Linked DNA regions of Mus musculus: all the other regions are linked to region 3. A link is a contact called in public capture Hi-C data. All regions are on one chromosome and are shown on one strand. The core of a region is the stretch at or near the end of the contact, and the rest is flanking DNA. Distances in the headings are between cores, read along the strand shown.

Evidence for each region. Capture Hi-C pulls out chosen DNA fragments and counts their contacts.
Region 1: a contact with region 3 is called in a capture Hi-C map of embryonic stem cells, with 12 times the contacts expected there. The contact joins two enhancer-like sites. A contact is called at or near these places in 11 of 39 promoter capture datasets (the C10 cell line, the HPC-7 cell line, cranial neural crest and 6 more), 87 of 484 Hi-C or Micro-C datasets (the AML12 cell line, the C10 cell line, CD4 T cells and 46 more), 9 of 115 datasets of contacts at active chromatin or transcription factors (astrocytes, effector CD8 T cells, embryonic stem cells and 4 more) and 1 of 9 other capture datasets (embryonic stem cells).
Region 2: a contact with region 3 is called in a capture Hi-C map of embryonic stem cells, with 15 times the contacts expected there. The contact joins two enhancer-like sites. A contact is called at or near these places in 13 of 39 promoter capture datasets (the C10 cell line, the HPC-7 cell line, cranial neural crest and 7 more), 3 of 15 datasets of contacts at CTCF or cohesin (embryonic stem cells, large pre-B cells and stem cell-derived epiblast-like cells), 10 of 484 Hi-C or Micro-C datasets (B cells, cerebral cortex, embryonic stem cells and 2 more), 6 of 115 datasets of contacts at active chromatin or transcription factors (astrocytes, embryonic stem cells, extraembryonic endoderm stem cells and 2 more) and 3 of 9 other capture datasets (adipose tissue, embryonic stem cells and embryonic tail).

What each region holds. Positions count from the first base shown.
Region 1 is chr1:152,843,273-152,847,538 of GRCm38.p6, reverse strand. It overlaps Smg7 (Smg-7 homolog, nonsense mediated mRNA decay factor (C. elegans)), which reads left to right. Exons shown (of 23, transcript NM_001160256.1): 15 at 1,276-1,420; 16 at 1,944-2,326; 17 at 3,132-3,503; 18 at 4,160-4,266. Among named protein-coding and RNA genes, the nearest start is that of Ncf2, 45 kb to the right of the region's middle. Within about 2 kb of position 2,063, at least 6 of the 459 cell types and tissues checked have an H3K27ac peak or open chromatin away from gene starts, as enhancers often do. A contact at or near this core is called in embryonic stem cells, where this site is marked.
Region 2 is chr1:152,789,966-152,794,476 of GRCm38.p6, reverse strand. No RefSeq gene overlaps it. Among named protein-coding and RNA genes, the nearest start is that of Ncf2, 7.9 kb to the left of the region's middle. Within about 2 kb of position 3,041, at least 91 of the 459 cell types and tissues checked have an H3K27ac peak or open chromatin away from gene starts, as enhancers often do. A contact at or near this core is called in embryonic stem cells and stem cell-derived epiblast-like cells, where this site is marked.
Region 3 is chr1:153,451,953-153,456,150 of GRCm38.p6, reverse strand. It overlaps Shcbp1l (Shc SH2-domain binding protein 1-like), which reads right to left. Exons shown (of 10, transcript NM_001033162.2): 10 at 3,577-3,938. The coding sequence ends at 3,687. Dhx9 (DEAH (Asp-Glu-Ala-His) box polypeptide 9) reads left to right here. Exons shown (of 28, transcript NM_007842.2): 28 at 1-393. The coding sequence ends at 82. Among named protein-coding and RNA genes, the nearest start is that of n-TIaat13, 4.6 kb to the left of the region's middle. Within about 2 kb of position 2,825, at least 17 of the 459 cell types and tissues checked have an H3K27ac peak or open chromatin away from gene starts, as enhancers often do. A contact at or near this core is called in embryonic stem cells and stem cell-derived epiblast-like cells, where this site is marked.

The DNA of each region.
Region 1 (4,266 bases), core at 814-3,313, 610 kb after region 3:
GGCCCCTCATTGGCTTAGAGTGCAGCATTAAGCTAGACTCTAGTCATTGACCCTTCTTCCTGACTCCTCCTTGTCACTTACTGGGACCGTAAGTGCTGCAGCTGGTACTTTTGTGTGGATTTGGAGAATGAATTCTCATTTTCATGTCCACAGGCATTTTACTAACTGAGCCATCCTCTAAACTACACACACACATACAGGAAATGGCCTGAAGAGAAGAGGGTATGAAGAAAACAAAAAACACAAAACCCCACCACATTCACTAGACCTGTGTTTGAGGACTAAGCCCAAGCATCTTCTGCATGTCCTCTGCAGTGGCCTCCCAGTGAGACCCATGCTGCTAACACAAGGCTCCTTTTCTCCTCAGTCCTTCTCAACCTACTGGTAGATACTAAAGTAAATCTGGCATACAGGGATGCAGTGCATTCCTGTAATCCCAGCACTCAGAAGACAGGCAGGAGGATTGCTACACATTTGCGGCCCCCTGGGACTACATAGCAGTTTCTAAACTAGCCAAGACTACGTAGCAGAACCTTGCCTTGGCAATACAACACAACAGTTTGCAGACATAGGATTATCATGCTCTTTTTCTGAAACTATTTTCTTGCCTTTGGCTCAACCTTTAGGACTGCCCATGGCATCTCCTTATTAACTTGATATTTAGAACTTTGGGCCTGTTTGTTGCTGCTGGAAGTATTTTTGTATTTGTTTAAAGAGCCTTAAGATGTGCTACCTAGGGGCTGGCGAGATGGCTCAGTAGTTAAGAGCGCCGACTGCTCTTCTGAAGGTCCCGAGTTCAAATCCCAGCAACTACATGGTGGCTCACAACCATCCATAACAAAATCTGATGCCCTCTTCTGGAGTGTCTGAAGACAGCTACAGTGTACTTACATATAATAAATAAATAAATCTTTAAAAAAAAAAGTGCTACCTAGTTAAAAGTAAACCGGGAGCCATGGTATGTCACCTGTGAGATAAGTTTTCATTAAATCACAATTCAGCATGAAGAGCCCTAGCTGAAGGTTGTAGGCATGCCTGTGGGTATGAGCTACCTCACTTGTAAACAAATGATTTCTATGTTCCTTTTCCTTATTTTTCTGTGATAAGAGAGCAAAATAATTGTATTAGTAAATGAAAGCCCTTGTTTCTTTTTAATTTTCTTATATTAATATAGATGGACATCGTAAAATTTTAATATTTTTCTTAAAGTAGGTGCTTCTTTCTAATACATGGGCACCAGGTTTTTATGGTTAGTTTTGGTTCTGTTGATTATAGGTAAAATCCCAGACAGAACTAAGAAAGACTCCAGTGTCTGAAGCCAGGAAAACGCCTGTCACTCAAACTCCAAGTCAAACGAGTAATTCTCAGTTCATCCCCATCCATCACCCTGGAGCCTTCCCTCCTCTTCCCAGCCGACCAGGTAAATACACATTCTTCTGTCTGAGGCCTTGGTGCAGGGCTTTCTGTTCACTCACTGGGTACTTTGTAACCTTGGGGCAGTGTTCCTAAGCTGAACTATAAAGCCTCCCTAATGGTTAAGGGGCTCTGGTTGCGTCATTTCTCTGTAGTTAACACACTAGTGCTACTCAGTTACTATGAAGATTCCTCCATGCTGTCATTAAAACATGAAAGTATCTTTGGGGGGCGGGGGGGGGGGGTGGCGATGTTGAGACAGGGTTTCTCTGTATAGTCCTGGCTGTCCTGGAACTCAATCTGCAGACCAGGCTGGCCTCGAACTCAGAAATCTGCCTGCCTCTGCCTCCCAAGTTCTGGGATTAAAGGTGTGCGCCACCACGCCCAGCTGTATTTCTTAATGTCATGTTAAAGACCTGCATGGTTCATTGTTACTTTTTATAATATGTAAAAACACCCTCTTCTCAAATTGTACACCTTTCTTTTGTCAAGTTTCTTTAGAACTAAAGCTGTGTTCTTCTGTTTTAAAGGATTCCCGCCCCCAACATATGTTATCCCCCCTCCTGTGGCATTTTCTATGGGCTCAGGTTACACCTTCCCAGCTGGTGTTTCTGTCCCAGGAACCTTTCTTCAGTCTACAGCTCACTCTCCAGCAGGAAACCAGGTGCAAGCTGGGAAACAGTCCCACATTCCTTACAGCCAGCAACGGCCCTCTGGACCAGGGCCAATGAACCAGGGACCTCAACAGTCACAGCCACCTTCCCAGCCACCCCTTACATCTTTACCAGCTCAGCCAACAGCACAGTCTACAAGCCAATTGCAGGTTCAAGCTCTAGCTCAGCAACAGCAATCCCCTACAAAAGTCATACCAGCTTTGGGGAAAAGCCCGCCTCACCACTCTGGATTCCAGCAGGTAGGCAACAGTTACGTGTACTGTCAGCTTAGAATGGCAAGAAATGCTGAGGTAATTCCATGTTTGACCATTCAATAAATACTATTTACGTTTGTGTTGCTAGGAAGGTTAAATGTTTGACCTCTTGCTTTATTTGTGAAGGGTAATAATGTTAGAACCTTTGTTTATGCTTAATTGCTAGCTCTATTAAAAGGTTTTCTGCAAATCTTAATATGTGTACATCTATAGGTATGTAGGTAAGTGTATGTGCACGTGTGTTTTGTGCTTTAATGTTGAAGCTGAAGGACAACTATAGTGTCATCCTTAAAAATGCCTCCACCTCCTTTCAGACAGAGTCTCATTGGCTGTAGCTCACCAGTTAGACTAGACTGCTGACCCTGGAGCCTCCTGTCTCCACTAGGTTTATAAGCATGTGTCATCATGACTAGCACTTTTGCATGGGTTCTGGGGACAGAACTCAGTTGCTTTATCATTCTTTTCACCCCTGCACCATAAGAATTCTTACCTGAACATAGACATTAGAATAGAAGTAGATTTGTACTCTTAAGGTTTAAGGTGAATGTGATACCAGTCTTAAATGTCATACTCTTGTTGTACTTGGAACAGAAGAGGGAACACATCCTATCTTATGTACACATTCATTAAACTTCTTAAATAATTGAATTGAAAAAAGATGGGAGTTCAAAGTCCTTGTCTTCTCAAAATTCTCTGAATACGTATGGAAGCTACATTTTTGCCTAGAGTATTAACTGTCAATGAGATTGCAGTTTATCTTCATCTGGTTGACAGGCGCCTCTTTTTTTAGTATCAACAGGCAGATGCCTCCAAACAGCTGTGGAATCCCCCTCAGGTTCAAAGCCCACTAGGGAAAATTATGCCTGTGAAACAGTCCTACTACCTTCAGACCCAAGACCCTATAAAACTGTTTGAGCCGTCATTGCAACCTCCTGTAATACAGCAGCAGCCTCTAGAGAAAAAAATGAAGCCTTTCCCCATGGAGCCATATAACCATAATCCCTCAGAAGTCAAGGTCCCAGAGTTCTACTGGGATTCTTCCTACAGCATGGCCGATAACAGAGCAGTAATGGCTCAGCAACCAAATATGGACCGCAGGAGCAAACGGTCACCTGGAGTCTTCCGTCCAGAACAGGATCCTGTGCCCAGGATGCCATTTGAGGTATGTGTCCTTTCCCATCACTAGGTTCTGTGGAAATCATCATCAGTCTATGGTTGCATACCTTAAGGATATCTCAGATACACACAGCCTTTTAAGTTGATACATAAAACAGGGATACATGTTTATGAGACGTAAACATTATAAAGACGTGACCTCTTCAAACCCATGTGTTTGGAGAAGAGTTCATAACTGAACTGTATTACTGAGCTGTACTGGCCTGGCAGAAAAATTACCTAATGGCATTGTGATAGAGAATTCTGAGAAGAGCTCCTTAGTTGGGTGTCATCTAAATTTAAAAATAGGTCTCGTGGGTATTTAAATTACGTGAAACAAAGTCAGTTATCTTCTTGCTTGTTGCTCAAGAGAAACAGGTGCATAAGGTTGGAAGCACTGTTGTCTGTGTTAATTACTCACTAGCTGCATTCACGCCTGTGTCCTGCTCTGTTGGTAGTCTTACTCTTCTGTGTCTCTGTCTTCCTTCACTTTTGGCCATGCCACCTTTCATTTGTATTTCAGCCTTTTCCTCTGTGTGCTACATCAGTTATGTCTCTACCCTTCCTTGCCTTTAGTCATGTTATCTGACTAACCAATCACGCTGCTATTCTTATGTGCTTTTGTCCCTAATTGCATCTCACAGTGATCCTTTCTGTCACTAGGACCCCAAGAGCTCCCCTCTGCTTCCTCCGGACCTGTTAAAGAGTCTGGCTGCCTTGGAGGAAGAGGAAGAGCTGATCTTTTCTAACCCTCCTGATCTTTACCCAGC
Region 2 (4,511 bases), core at 1,792-4,291, 660 kb after region 3:
GGGTTGTAAGTGGAAGCAAACCCTTTCTTCCCCAAGTTGTTTATTATCACAGTGTTTTATCACAGCGATAAAAACCTAACAAAGACACTCAGCAAACGGCAGCATTGGAAGCCTGAGAATTTGGTTAAAATTAAAAAGCAGTGTACAGAGATCCTCCTAACGCTGTATTTTCTCTCAGTGTGTGAATAAAGAGAGAGAGTCAAGTTCAAAGGCTTGACTAGGGACTTGGGCTTTTCTCCCAATGCTGTGGGGCCTGCAGTTTGTTGCAGCCCTGCTTTTCTGGGACCGTCAGTGAACTCGGGAAGAGCAGTCAGTGCTCTTAACCACTGAGCCATCTCTCCAGCCTGACTGTGGCTCTTGTAATTCAGATAACCACAGTAAACTGGGGAGGAGAGAGAAGTCAGAATCTATGCTTACCTTTTCCTCTAACCCATTTGCTCTGTGAACACAGTCATGGAGGCTAGGGATTGAATGAGGCCGGTGCCTATTGTGACAGGGTGAGGCAATGTAAGGCCTTTAAAAACTCCATTGTTCTGAACACTCAGGACCCTACCTAGGTCGTGGAACATTTGGGTGTGGTCCCAGCCAGCTGGAACAAAGACTTTCAATTGGCTATAAAATGTGTTTGGGTGGTTATCCTGGTAGGCTCCCTGTAACATATAATAGTATGTGGCCTGTGCAGTCAGTCACACAGAGCTGCATGCTTAGCGGGTCCCAGCCTTCCTTTGCCTTTGTCATCTTGCCATTATTAGTGATCTGAACACAGGCTGCAGTTTGAATCTGCAGGAGGCCATTCCTTCCACGTGACCTCACCCTCACAGGCCATCTCCCACAATGGAATTCAGTCCTACGGTCCGCCCACACTAACAGCCTAGAATTTGGTCCCTTCTTGATCCCAAGGCTGACACCATCTATCCTATCAGAGCTTCCCCCCCCCCCCCCCCAGGGCAATCCAGACACCCTGGACAGAAAGCAGCACTCCTCCATGGCCTCTGCACCAGCTCCTGCCTCAGGTTCCTCCCTGTCTGAGTCTCTGCCCTGACTTCCCTTAGCAATGGAATGTGGCTTGAGGTTGTAGGGAGACTTTTGGAACCTAATTTCCCAGTCCCCTAGGCTTCCCAGGGAGCCTTAATTGGCTAGATGCTGGGTCTGGAGGCCCTGAGCTCTGTAGAAGCTTTCGATACATATGACCCTTTCACCTTGAGTTTTACCCAAGAAAGCACTGCACTGGGAGCCAGAGATGCTGGATTCAACTCCTACATTTGTCATGCGCCACATAAGGAAACTCTTCCTTGGCTCCTCCTATTCATGGGTCTTAATCTCACTGTCTGCTAAACAGTTATAAGAATTTCTAACCTGCAGCTTCCTTGCCAGATGGTAATAATGCCCTTATGATGGAAAAGTCGAACAAGCGAACAAGTGATCTTTTGTCCCCGGAGCCCTGATGCTCTGTCCTGACATTCCCTTCCTCCTACCCCATGCTGGTTTGAGCTAAGAGCTCACAGTGTGCTGGTCACCACCCCCTCAGCTGGCCCCAGGAACTCTCAATTGCACCTCTGTCCAAGCTGCCAGTCCCGTTCTCTGAGGCACACTGGATCACAACAGTTGGCTGTGTAACCGTTTCCTCTTGGGGGTTCTTAGAAAACAACACTTAGCAGAACAGTTATGCGGCAGTCCGATGAAAGCCGTGGATGGCGATACTCTGTTTAGGATCCTTACACGATGCCCTTTTTAAAAACACAAATCTCTGGAGTTGGTACTTTGGGATCAATTTTTCCTGCATCCCCCCTTGCTTTGGATTGTATGCTTGGAGGGAAAGCGTCTCCTTCTTCCAGCATGGCTGTCTTGATCTCCATTTACACCCCATACACACTCACTGGGACATAAAATCCTGGGAGGAAGATGAAGGGAATGAAATACATATATTTTTTAAAGATTTATCTATTTATTTTATGTATGTGAGTACACTGTAGCTGTACAGATGGTTGTGACCCTTCATTTGGCTGTTGGGAATTGAATTTTAGGACCTCTGCTCGCTCCGATCAATTCCGCTCGCTCAGACCCTGTCTGCTCCAGCCAAAGATTTATTTATTATTATAAATAGGTACACTGTAGCTGTCTTCAGACACACCAGAAGAGGGCGTCAGATCCCATTACAGATGGTTGCGAGCCACCATGTGGTTGCTGGGATTTGAGCAGTCAGTGTTCTTAACCGCTGAGCCATCTCGCCAGCCTGAAATACATATTTAAGTTTTTAATATTTATTTGGCGTGGAGGCAAAGGAGGCACACGGAGAAGTCAGGGGATGGTTTATGGGAGCAAGGGGGTTCTGGGAATTAAACTCAGGTCATCAGATTTGGTAGCTCCTCTATCTGCTGAGCTATCCTACCAGCCTGGAATGAAGTGTTTCAAGTCTTGTCACTAGCAGGGCAAGGATTCATATTAAAAAGCCACTGTAGGAAGATGGAGAATTAGCTCAGCTATTAAGAACATTTGCATTTGCAGAGGACCTGGGTTCAGTTCCCAGCGCCCACACAGTGATTCACAAACATCCATATCTTCAGGTCCCGGAGATCCAACACTCTCTGACCTCATCAGGCTATACACGTGGTGCACATATACACATGCAGCTAAATTACTCAAACACATAAAATGTTGTAAATACACATCAACAGCTTCTTGAAAAGGAAGCTGTTGTAGTGTCTCGGGTAGGGATAACGATGCTGGAATAGTGCGAGAAGAGAAGCTGAGTGTGGCTACCCGGCAACAGGGGGAGGAGGATGTGGACCCCCAACTGCCCTAGCAAGTGCAGCGCTAGTCCATGTAAACTTGCACTTTTACATTGCTACTAAAGTCATGCTTCTGGCTCTCCCAGAGCACAGAGCTGAGGCTAGCTGCCATGGCCATTGTTGTGGTTGTTGCTGTTGGTATTTCGTCTCTGAGAAAATGTCCCTGGGGCCTGAGAAGAATGAGGGCAACACAGGACCATAACTCTTCAGAGAGGGAGGAGAGGAGATCAAAGGCTTGGGTGAGGTCACTGGCGGAGCTGGGCAGTGAATGGGGGATGAGAGGGAGGCAGTGAGAGGTTGGAATGTGCTGAGGTGGTAGTGGGAGCTAAGGAGACAAAAGAGGGACTGCTTTCCCCAGTAATCTTTGAGATGCAAGGGAGTGTTCCCCACATTTTGGAGAGTTTGACGCTCCAACAGGTGGGGCTGGCACATCACCCCTGATCCCGTTTCTCCCTTACTGTGGGCCTCAGGCAGGTTCAAGAGTCTGAAATGTTCCTCTCCATGTTATCTGCTCCTTCCTCCTACAGAGAACGGAAGCAGCTACTTGAGGCGAGCCACAGCTCAGATCATGGAAATCAGTATGCAAGCCCAGGAGAACTGCAGGGTGAGTGTCATGATAAGAGACTCCCGGGAATTCTTTCCAGGGGTGGTGTGGTATGCACTTCAGACCCAGGGTCCAATGTTTAGATGTGGAACATGCCTCAGAGGCAGTGAAGACAGATGTGAAGAGAGCAGTGACCAATTTAGCCGTCTAAGGGCTCCCCAGTAGGTGTGCAGATGAGGGAGGGGCCAGCTAGGGATGTAATAGGGCAGAGGTTTAGAATTCCTTCGGGGCAGCAGGAAGCTGGTGCGAACTCTCCCAATACCAGTTCCTCTCCGAAGGCTTAATGTACTTTGTGGGCATCAGTTCATTGTTTCTAACAACAACAACAACAACAACAACAACAACAACAACAACAACAACGCTGATAACCAAAGAGCTTTCCCCAACGAGCCTTGGAGTCTGTAACTTGTTCAAGGTTTGTGACCTTAAATATGGCTGGGACCTGTCAGCTTGCAAAGCTGGCGCTCTGTGAAAGCGAGCGAGACGGAGAAGACCACTCCCAAAGCACTGCACCCAGTCACGCTATGCTGTTTTCCTTAATAGGTCAGTTTGTCAAAGGCAATTCAGCTGTAAACCCGTTTTATTTCCCCTAATAAAAAACAAACACTGCCACCTGGAGGGATGGCTTAGCGATTAACACCACTTGATGGTCTTGCAGAGGACCTGCCTGGTTTCCAGCACCATTATAGTAGCGCAGACTATGTCTGTAGCTCCAGTTCCAGGGGATCTAATGCCCTCTTCTGGTTTCCTTGGACACTGCATGTACGGAATATGTATAGCTACACAATGACGGGCAAAACGAAACGTTCATGCACATACAATTGGAGGAAAAAAAAAACAGAACAAAACAATAAGCACTGAGCTAGCAAGATCACTTAGTGTTTAAAGTGTTTTCCACACAAGGAAGAGGACATGAGTTCAAGTCCTCAGAAGCCATGTAAAGCCGGGAGTGATGGCGCACGCCTTTAATCCCAGCACTCCGGAGGCAGAGGCAGGTGGATTTCTGAGTTCGAGGCCAGCCTGGTCTACAAAGTGAGTTCCAGGACATCCAGGGATACACAGAGAAACCCTGTCTCGAAAAACAAAACAAAACAAAAAAACAAAAAAGAAAAAGAAAA
Region 3 (4,198 bases), core at 1,576-4,075:
ATCTGGAGGATTCCAGCGAAGGGGTTATGGAGGTGGTTATTTTGGACAAGGAAGAGGAGGAGGGGGTGGTGGTGGCTATTAAGACTGGACTCTGTCGGAGCCTGTGCATACAGTTGAAAAATGCATGCTGTATGTTTTTCCAAGATGTTTATTTGCACCAAAAAAGTAAACCCATTTCCCACTTAATCTGTAGTTCATGTGTAGTTTCAAGCAACAAATGTAGACTAGTGATTTTGTTTTATATTGTGTAATGTAAAATATGACCTGTTATACAAGTATCATACATACAGTTTGTATTTTTTTTTCTTGAAGGGGTAAAGGTTTGCCTTTTAACTTAACTTGACATTTTCTTGGTTTTCATTTAATAGAAAATAAAGTATTATACTGAAAATTGATTGTGTCATTGATGTTCTTTTTTACAGAATAAGAGTTGAGCCTATATTCCCCCCTTTTAATGTTAGGGTCTCAGTATATCCAGGAACTAGCTGGTTTGCCTCAACCTCAGAGATTTATTTAAGGTGTGTTAGTAACTCTGGTGAAAAACATCTGATTTTAGTTAAAATATTTGTCTTTGAAAACAAAAGACTAAGGCCAGCATTTTCTATTCCAAATTAGTTTCCAGGGGTTGTGGGTGCATCAGGAAAAGTAAGGCCAAATAAAAGCTATAGAGGCCTTGAACACATTTAGGCAATGGTAGGTGAGACCTATAATGTATGACTCAGTATTTAGGTGTAGAGAAGTTGGCCAGTTCTTCCCATTAACATGTATCCCAAAGTATGTAAAGTTACAGGTGCTTTTGATAATTTTTGAAATTTCCAGTAAGTTGCTAGAGTTCTTTGGGGAACAAGAAATCCTGGAAAACCCAGGCCCTGTGGCATGTTAGGCAAGCACTATTAGTATGTAGTCCTGTGTCTGCATTGTTGGAGGGAGATCAGATCAATGGGGGCCAAACATCATGACTTCCTCTGTTAACAGTCTGTTAAAATTTGTCATTTCCATGTGTGTGAACACAGAGTTTAGTTACTTCATTGCATGTTACATCTAGTCTGATCTCTGTTCTCTTAAAAAAAAATTATTCCCTATATCTTAGTAGGCCTTAGCTTGCTTATAAAATAATTGATCCTATACCCAAAGCATTACCCTTTTGCTTAGAGGATAATTTCTCTGTAACCACTCTTACAAGCTGTACTAGCCATGAATATTGATGGGTTTTGGTGCTTTTGATCTTTACATGGTATGAAAAGTAAGAATTAGAAAATCCCACATGCTCCATTTGGGGTGGAATAAATAACTTTGAGAAATGTGAAGTTGAGTTGTATGCACTGTTCACCCCCCTATATGGTGGGAGCCTAAGATTTGTAGTCTGGAGTTACAGAGAACCATTGAGTATAGTCATGTTTTTCAGTATTGAAACTCAAGAGCCCTCCATAGGTCCAGAACTTGTTCTTCCAGCTCTAGTTTCCCAGATTTGGATGTTAGTCGATGTCATTGCCACAGTCTCAAAGCAGTGATCTCTTCACATGAGATGGAGGTCTAAGCACCAGTTAGATTAAGTAGCTTGCATAGTAGATTATCTCACTGCACTTAAACATGCTTTTCTTTCATTTTTTTAAAAGATTTATGTATGTGAGTACACTGTAGCTGTACAGATGGTTGTGAGCCTTCGTGTGGTTGTTGGGAATTGAATTTTTAGGACCTCCGCTTGCTCCAGTCAACTCCGCTCGCTCCAGCCCTAAGGTTTATTTATTATACATAAGTACACTGTAGCTGTCTTCTGCCACACCAGAAGAGGGGGTCAGATCTCATGGATGGTTGTGAGCCACCATGATGTTGCTGTGATTTGAATTTGGGACTTTAGGAAGAGCAGTCAGTGCTCTTACTTGCTGAGCCATCACTCTGCAGACCAGACTGGCCTCAAATTCATAAATCTGCCTGCCTCCGCCTCCCAAATTCTGGGATTAAATGTGTGCCACCACGCCTGGCTCCAACATGCTGTTCTTAATATGAGCATTAATTATATAGTGTAGCCTTACTACCCTATAGTAAGAAATTGAAAGGAGGTTATCAGATTAAAAGTTTACCACAGAAAACAAACACCAGTTTCTGGAAGCCATGTTCAGATTAGAATCTGGAGTTTGGTACCATGGGGACAGATCAAGAGAATATGAATGGGGTCATCTTCAGATCTGTCCAGACAGCAGACATCCAAGCACAATTGTCACAGAGCACATTGGATTGGTGCTAATAAAATTGTTTTTGACTTCTAAAACAGTTACTGAATTTGAAGGTTTTAGGTATAAATCACTTTTTGGAAGTGCAAGGATGGATCTGTATGCCTTTTAATTGTGGCTGGGACAAATGCATTTGTCAGACTTTGTGATCCTTCAGGTTTTAGCTGTGTGAAAGACTGGGAACCTTGGTAACAATCTTAGTGGCTAAGTCCTTTGTCCAGAACATCAAAAGTTTGTGGAGTTGCTAAAGAGTGGGTGGGGGTTTCAAAAGCCATTTAAAAGGCAGTGTGATCTGGGCAGTGGTGACTCATGCCTTTAGTCCCAGCACTTGAGGCCAGCCTGGTCTACAGAGTGAGTTCCAGGATAGCCAGGACTGCACAGAGAAACACTGTCTTAAAAACAAACACCCTTCTGAGTGAATTCGAATCTTGAGTATATACAAAGGCTTACGGGAGCGGGGTGCCTTAGGGTTTCTGTTGCTATGCTGGTCAAGCATCTTGGGGTGGAAAGGGTTATGAAGGAAGTCTTAGCAGGGACTGAAGCAAACTGCCTTGCTCAGTCCTTCCCTACATCCAGGAGCACCTGTCTGGGAGTAGCTGGGTGTGGTGGAGCACACCATTAATCACAGCACTCAAGGCAGAGAGGCAGGTGGATGGATCTCTTGAGTTCAAGCCAATCTGGTCTACAGTGTGAGGGGGTTCTAGGATAGCCAGGGCTGTTACAACTCAATTGAGGCCCTCTTTTTTTTTTTTTTGGATGCTTATCAAGTTCAGAGGGAGTAATGTGACAAATGGTAGAATGTGTGCTTAGTACTTGTAAGGCTCATGGTTCTGTCCCTGGTTGGTATGCACACAAAGAAGCTGTGTATTGGTCCTTATCAAGGAAACATCCCATTGAATTTAGATTCCCTTGGCTGAGAAAATACAGGTTGTAGGAAAAATAGTTGTCAAAGACATTAATGTTCCTAGTTCTCAGGAACTGTCGAAGCATACTTTATTATGACAAGGTTCAGTTTGCTTATGTGGTTTAGGTTAAGGTCTCTGGGATGGGGAGGTATTCTGGATTATCCAGGTGAACCTAATTACCAAAAATGGCTCAAGCTGGCCACTAACTCCATCTCCCTGGGACTGGGATCATAGGCATTCTTCATTCGGGTGGGGATTCTGTGGCGCTGGTGCTGGAACCCAGGGCTTTGCTTTCACATGCCAGGCCAGTACTTCACCTTCTGAGCTACATCCCCAGCCCCTTAGCTATGCTTTCTAGAGTAAATTCTGTGGCATATGACTCACCTTTATAAAGCTAGAATCTTAGCCAACACATTAAAACCACTAATTGAAAGACAGCAAGCATTTAAACATTTTAATCTTTGAATTTAAAACAACCATTTCTGAGATACAAGAATCATTTATCACATTCCTGAACTATAAAACACGAACGAACACCTATCCAGACACTTTACCCGGTGACTATCCTAATATCCCCCTTTAAGTTGGCTTCTATCCTGTTGTTGTTCATTTCCACATTCAGAGTTTGCATGACTTTGGAGAGCATTTTGTCATCTTTCTTATCTCCTGAAGCAGCCCCTTTGTTGAGAGCTGCTTCTGCTACAATAAAGAACTGTTCCGATGGCTGAAGAATGCTCACTCCATAGCCATTGTTGTTGTAGATATGATTGTTCGTCATCTTCAGTTTGGGTGCTGGAAGAACCTGTTAAATTGTTTGAGAAAATAAGCTGTCCAGTGATTTGGTATAAAAACAACAAACTTAAGATGGCACTGAGACTGACTCTGGAGTCAACAGGGTTCTTTAAAGCTACAACAGTTAGCTTCACATTCATCAACCTTAGTACACATGTGAATGAAAAAGTATAGGGTTTTTTCATGTTTTATCCTAAACTGATATAAATCATTGTAGCTAGGGGATGCAGCCTGTTAACGTCTGTAACATGATCAAACATGAAAATTATT